2 separate regions of the Sus scrofa genome follow, and region 1 is linked to region 2. The links are chromatin contacts, called in public Hi-C maps. All regions are on one chromosome and are shown on one strand. Each heading gives the region's core, a stretch centred on a gene start, on an enhancer-like site or on the middle of the called end of the contact. The rest is flanking DNA. Distances are from core to core; before and after follow the strand shown.

The links. Hi-C and Micro-C count contacts between places; a contact is called where the count stands out from the background.
Region 1: a Hi-C map of liver shows a contact between it and region 2, with 6 times the contacts expected there. The contact joins two enhancer-like sites. A contact is called at or near these places in 9 of 47 Hi-C or Micro-C datasets (alveolar macrophages, brain, embryonic fibroblasts and 5 more).

What each region holds. Positions count from the first base shown.
Region 1 is chr13:61,260,386-61,263,727 of Sscrofa11.1, forward strand. The region is part of intron 35 of ITPR1 (inositol 1,4,5-trisphosphate receptor type 1); the gene reads left to right. Among named protein-coding and RNA genes, the nearest start is that of ITPR1, 190 kb to the left of the region's middle. Within about 2 kb of position 1,521, at least 1 of the 83 cell types and tissues checked has an H3K27ac peak or open chromatin away from gene starts, as enhancers often do. A contact at or near this core is called in liver, where this site is marked.
Region 2 is chr13:60,940,302-60,943,951 of Sscrofa11.1, forward strand. No RefSeq gene overlaps it. Among named protein-coding and RNA genes, the nearest start is that of SUMF1, 95 kb to the right of the region's middle. Within about 2 kb of position 1,615, at least 10 of the 83 cell types and tissues checked have an H3K27ac peak or open chromatin away from gene starts, as enhancers often do. A contact at or near this core is called in liver, where this site is marked.

The DNA of each region.
Region 1 (3,342 bases), core at 271-2,770, 320 kb after region 2:
TCAGTTCCTCACCTCCAATTCTAGAAAGGGAAGCAGCTTTCGAACAAGTTGCTAGCATGTTATTAACACTTCAGAAGAATAAATCTGGAAATCTCCATTTTAACTCCAGGTGTGTGCCTAGAGTTCATCAGAAGGGGTATGTGGCAGAGGTCATTTAGCCTTGACAGCTGGGCTGCATATTACCCCAGCCCCAGCAGACATTGATCATGTGGAATCTTGCATGCACGGCACCTCCTGGAGTTGTGCTGTGTGGCAGCCCCACGTGATGATTGTCAGTGTACGTAGCATTTGAAAGATTTGAACCCATGGATCTGGGAAATGTTTTCATTATTCTTTTTTTTTTTAATTTTAGTGTAATATAGATGACTTCCAAAGTTGTGTTAATTTCAGGCATACAGCAAAGCGAATCAGTTATACACAAACATAAATCCATTCCTTTTCACATTCTTTTCCTATATTAGTACTGGGTAAATTTCCTTGTACTATACTTCATTATTCTTTTACTTGGAAAAATTGCTCTTTAATTTGTTGTTGTTGGTACAAATTATTATTTTTTTAGCATTTCTTTTAATTAAAGTTTTCTCATGTTTATAAAATAATTCTTTATTATTTTAGTTGATTTGCATTGTGCTGTCAATTTCTGCTGTACAGCAGAGTGTTCCAGTTATACATATAAATATATATATATATATATATATATATATATATATACATTCTTTTTCTCATACTATCTCCTATCATGTTCTGTCACAAGTGATTGGATATAGTTCCCAGTGCTCTGCAGCAGGACCTTATTGCTTATCCATCGCTCTTCTTTTTATAACTTAGGTCTGGGTCAGTGGCTGTGGGAGCCTTGATGAAGGTCCATGTTTACAGCCTGCAGAATGAAAGTGGCCAGAAGAGAAATAGTAACTACCCTTGTTATGGAAATAGAGGGAGGCTGTCCTGGGGTTGATGGATGGCCTGGGGTTGGATTACAGACAAATAGACTTAATGAAGGTAAATACTCTAAGAGAAGAGTGATTCATGGTCAGTGTTGTATCACTGGTACATTTATTAGATACTGCTATATTCCATCCCCTAAGCAAAGTTCATATATCCTTAGTCCAGATGGCATTTATCCCCATTTTGCAGCTGAGTAAACTGAGGTGCAGAGGGTTTAATTATCATGCTCAGCCATGGTCACAGCTAGTAAATGTCAAAACCCATGATTTCAGCCTGGGTCTGTCTGATTCTAAAATTTGAATTATGGAATTTTTAGTGAGATAGGATTCGTAGGAACTGTTGGTAATATTCTATTTAGTTTAGCTTAGCTGCTAGCTTTTAGTTATCTCTAAAGTATGATAGTTAGAATGCCACCTCTAGAACGTCTTTATGCAGTTCTTGAGTAATTGGGAAACAGGAACTTAGTAGATCCCAACCACATGATTTGTTGGAAGTCAGAATGTGCTCCTTACCAAGTACTCTTCTACAAAGAGTTAGCTATTTTGGTTAGAAAGGTTGGACTTGGTTCTTTTGTAAATGAAGCTAAGGCAGTGCCTGCTCTCCTGTGGATTGTGAAACATGATTTCAAAACTAAATGTCCAGGTAAATCAGTCACATTCATTGGAAACCATTAAACAGGAACTTGTGTTTGGGGAGATTTTTCATTGTGGCCCCTGCCACTGTCTTCCTCCGAAAACAATGGTGACCCAACTAATAAGTGGGAATTGTCAGAGAAATAAATCCTCATCATAAATAGAAGTCCCTAACAAGGCCCACGTCATCCAAACATATTTAAAATTCAAAGTCCAGGCTGGATTTCTGGAACATTTATTTTCAAGGAATCCTATTTTTGAAGCTGTCCTAACGTGTCTTACTTTATCTGTTGAAGAGCCTATGTCTTTCTTCTCCAGCTCGATTGGTACCTCCTTCCTTCAATGTTTTCTTGTTTCCTTCCTTCCTTTCTTTTCACTTGCATTTGTGAGGGAGGAAAACGGTGGGCTTGGGTGTGGCTGTGTGACATTTAAGATTCTAATGGAGGGTCCAAGAGGCAGCTGGAAATGTAGAATCTGGGAGAAACAAGAGAACTTTGGAGGCTTTTATAGCAGGACAGAGTTGAATTCAAATCCTCATTCTGCCCCTTCCCAGGTCTGTGAACTTGGGCGAGGTCTTGGGTCTTAGAAGTTCGGAACCTCTCTTCTGATGTGTTAAATGGGTATAGTATCAACCCTGCCGATTGTTGTGAGACTAGGAATTAATGTTTATGAACATCTAGCTTAATGCCTGGTATATAGTAGGTACTTAATAATGGGCAGCTTGTACTGTGTCCTGTCAGGTGGTGAACTACATACAGTAGGGAAGCAGAGTTATGCCTTTCCATGTACAGTTGTCTCAAGTACTGTTCTATCCTGTACACAGTACCTGGCACCTGGTAGATGCCAGTTTGTTAGGTAAATGAATCAGGTAGATTCATTAGAGTGAAAGTGATAAAATCCAAATATAAACATTTGCTACTTTAGGTCTTGGCCAGGAAAATGAAGAGGTTGACTTGAAGGGAACTGGGCGGAGAACATATTTAAGGACAGAATGTGAAAGAGGCCAGAGGATGACCAGGGGTTGTCGTGCAGTCAGGATGGGAGTCACAAGCACAGCAGGGCCCTGGGAACTGAGCAGAGGAGAATTTCAGGAAGAAGGAGATGGGCAGTCATGGTCATCAGCCCAGAGGTCCCGTGAGCTATGTCCCCAGATTGCCCAATAAAGTGGGTAATTAGAAATTAGCTACTCAGGCCAGGTGAATCATCTTTTGTTTATTCAGGTGCCAGAGGGGAACAGAGCAGATGTTTAATAAATAATGGTTCAATTGAATTCATTTAGTCAAAGGATTCTTTTTTGAGTCAGGCCGCTGAGTTCCCATCCCACCTCCACACAGATTAGCCAGTAGAGTGAGTGATGGTACCACTGCTAACTTCCTAGGGTCAGGGATACTCACATGAGGTTTGTATGAGCCCTCGGCACAGGCCTGGCAGGTAAATGTTCTCAGGTGTTTTCCCATGGCCAGAGGGTTAAGGATCCGGCCTTGTCACTGCTGAGGCTCTGGTTACTGCTGTGGTGTGGATTCATTCCCTGGCCTGGGAATTTCTTCATGACATGAGTGCGGCCAAAAAAAAAAAAAAATGTTCTCAATAAATAAGTGCTCTTCTGGGGCCCATTGTGCTCAGGGTCTCTCGGCCAATTCCTCAGGCCCCCTGGCTTCCCGTCACCCACACATATTCCTTCCCTGGAGGGCTATGAGCTGCAGAACAGAAAGCGCTTCCTACAGAAAGCGATGAGACTCTGGTTTGCTTGTGAAGTGAGTAGAAG
Region 2 (3,650 bases), core at 365-2,864:
TCTCCTAGATCAGAAGCCCTCAAACTCTTCTGGGGCTCCCAGGACCCCTATACATGCCCACATCTTACTGAAGACCCCCAGAGAGCTTCTGTAATATAGCTTATAGCTAATGTATAGCATATCAAAAATTAAGACTGGAAAAAATTTAAAATATAAAAATATACAAGCTCATATTTTATGATCCATCAAGCTATAAATCATGTAGTACGTGGAAAATCCCTCAATATACTCACCATACACTCATAAAAAAGGCAAACCACATCTTATTATTAGGAAAACAATTTCGACTCAGCCCCCTAAATGGGGTCCAGAGACCACACTTTGAGAGCTACTGTTCTCAAAACCTGTTGCACCAATCCCTGTGAGGGCTGCCAAACCCTCAACTATTCTTTGGACCTTTGGACATCGTTTTGAGGGTTTTGTTTTCATTGTTGTTATTTTTTTTTTTCCCCAAGGCATGTGGAAGTTGCCTGGCCAGGGATCGAACCCATGCCACATCAGTGACCTAGCCACTGCAGTGACAACTCCAGATCCTTAACCCGCTGTGCCACAGGAGAACTCTCCACCTGGAGTTTTAAATCTGGTAATTTATGAGGTTAGAGTCTAGATCATGGACCAATCATCTCAGAGAAAAATTAAATAAGAAATAATTTAAATGACTTAGCAGAATTACCTTTTAAAAAAATTCTCTGGAATGCAAATTAGCATTGAAAACATATGTAACATTAACAGGCTAGTCAACATATTATTGGCCAAGATTCTGCCCTCCCTTGTCTGTTTTCTTTCTTTTAATTATTGTTATGCCTACAAATGACATTTTCTTGATATTAAACCTGCCAGAGGTTCTTTGTGAGAGAGACTGAAGAGGAAAAGCTTCAGAATTATACAATGTATGTAGAAATAACCAGATCTAATTTTCTCCTTTAAAGAGAACTTTGGGGAACAGATGGACGGTACAATATCAGCACATTTTTCAAATTTAAGTATTAACAGAGGTTTGGGAATCAATCATGTCAGCTTTTCTTTCTTTCTTTCTTTTTAAGTGTTTGAGATAGAGGTCTAGTTAAGCTTTTAAATCCAGCCTCTTTGATCTTTCTCCCTCTCAGCTCACTTGGCTCTCTGTTCTAAGCTGAACCCCAGGATTGATCAGGACTGTTTGGTGGTACCTTCCTGCTCCTCTATCTTAATAATCATACTCCTAATAGAAACAAGTACTTAGTAAGCACTTTGCCAAAGTAATTTGTGCTAAATATTTTTGCATCATTTCATATCTCCCCACAAGCCCAAGAGGTCATTGCCCCCATTTGCCTGAGAGGGCATTACTTGCTAAGGTCACAAGGTAGGTAGGTGGAGGGGTAGGTAAATAATCCCAGATAATCTTATTCTGGTGCTTTTTTCATATGATGCTAAACTGCCTTTTAAAGAAGCTAATGGAAGAGATTAAAGGGCATCCTTAGGTGTCAATTAGAAGTAAATAAATTAAATTTTATTTGTCAAGTGTCTGAAACAGAGAAAAACTATAGTCTTCAAAAAAGCAACCACAAAGGGCCCTTCTTCACAGGCACCAAACTAAATGCAGGTGAACTTTTTATCAGTGCCACCTGACAAGGAAGGGCTTATCTCTGTTCCCTGATTGACTGTTAGTTGGTTTCACTTTCCCCCTCAGTGTTGATTCAGAGCTTCTAATGTTACCCTGTTGAGGTGCCAAATTTACATGCTGGAAAAGAGTTGCTCTGATGGGTGTTCCATTTCCTCAGCAAAGAAAACAAGGAGTTTGTAAAACATGGCCCCGACCCAGGGGTAGGAAAGGATCTACCAGACCTTTATTTACTCTGAAATGGAATCACCTTCTTGCCTGACAATGGTGACTAATTCCAAAGGCCCAACCAGCCTTCTCATAATGATGATTTTGGGGTCAATTACCATTTGGGGGCAGATTAGAATCTGATTTGAAGCTGAAAAATTCCACCCCTTGGCGATAATCCCGTCAACTTTCCAATCCTAAATAGGGCAAGTTTCAGAGAAGAGCATTTCTCATTTTACAGCCTATCTGAATACTATTTGTAATGATTTTGCTTAATCAAAAAATTAGATTGCTGCTCCAATGGCCTCAACATAAAGAGTCAGGCATTCTGGCCTGCTGCCAGAGCTCCGTCTGAGGCTCTTGGAGTTAATAATTTCCACGGCATTTTTAAACAACAAAGGCCATCTTTTACTAATAGCATGACTGATTCTGGCAAAACCTATAAAAACAAGGCCTACTCTGGGGTAGTTTGTATTACAGAGAACTAAGTTTTAATAAATGACACTCACAGTCAAGAAACTGACATTTCTGCTATTCTTTGATATTTGTCTGCAAATTCAGTAGTAAGTGCCAGTTAATGAAAATGAACTGTTGAGAGCACTGCTGAGATTACCCATGGCTGTTAAATGATTTTAGGTGGGATGGCATGGGGATGGAGAGAAGGCAATTCTGCTAAGATGATGTCCTGGGCAAGCCACTGCCCTTTCTCACAGTTGGACATTTATAACTGGTACATTATTTACTCGATCATTTTCCAGAAAGGAATACAAGATTTTGTGCTCCTTGAAATGAATAAATTTTCATAATCTAGGTTGAAAACTTGCACCCTCCAGACTAAATCTGGCTACAGAAGCAATTTATTAGGTCTTCACAGTGTGTATTCGTGTTTGTTTTTCGAGGGTTTTTTGTTTTTTGTTTTTTTGGCCACACCTGTGGCCTGTAGAAGTTCCTGGGCTGGATTCAACCCCCTCTAGAGTTGTAACCTGTGCCATAGGTGCAGCAATGCGAGATCCTCAACCCATGACGCCATGGGAACGTCCAGTTTTGTTTTGTTTTTTAAATCTGATTTGGTTGCCAACATTAAAAACTCAGAAGACTTCACATGAGAATGCAGACAACCAGCTACTCACAGAAACTGGGGTACAGAGCAACTCTGGGCTGGCACTGCTGCACAGCAGCCATGGGAGGGCAGAGCAGTGGCAGCGCCTTTAGAATGGGCATCACTCACACATTCAGCCTGGGCCCTGTTCCCTCGAGAGCCAGGCTCCACACCTCCTGAATTCCACCTAATCGCCAGCCTGCAGGTTAACTCCCTGATGAGAAATATTGCCAGTGGGGAGGTTAGTGGAAGGAATGAGGAAGAAATGCATGCAAAATATCATTTTATAAAGAAAAATAAATCCCACCTTAGTCTCTTGTATGAAATTCCTAAAGTCTCAGAACCAAAAAAAAACCCCATATTTCCTTATTTTTTTCAAAATACTCCTTTTATTAAGTCCACTATGGATTTTACCACATAAAACAATTCTGTGTAGCCTGAAAACATAAGCCATTTTGAAAAGGTGAGGGCAAGAAGCCTAAAATTGTGAGCTTCTCATAGATGAAAGACCTGTTGCCTTATTTTATGTCAACAATAGAATTCTCAGTAAAGACGGTCCATTTCTACAGAAGTTACCAATATATTAGTTTGGAGCCATTACCCCACCACATTCTAGCCCAAATAAATACTTACTAAAATGAACAGCATCTCTTTTTTTTCCTAAAGGGTCATATGGACAACAGAGATGCTTTATCAAAACAAACAAACAAACCAAGGCAGGGAGGGAGGACTTAAAAAAGAAAAGTC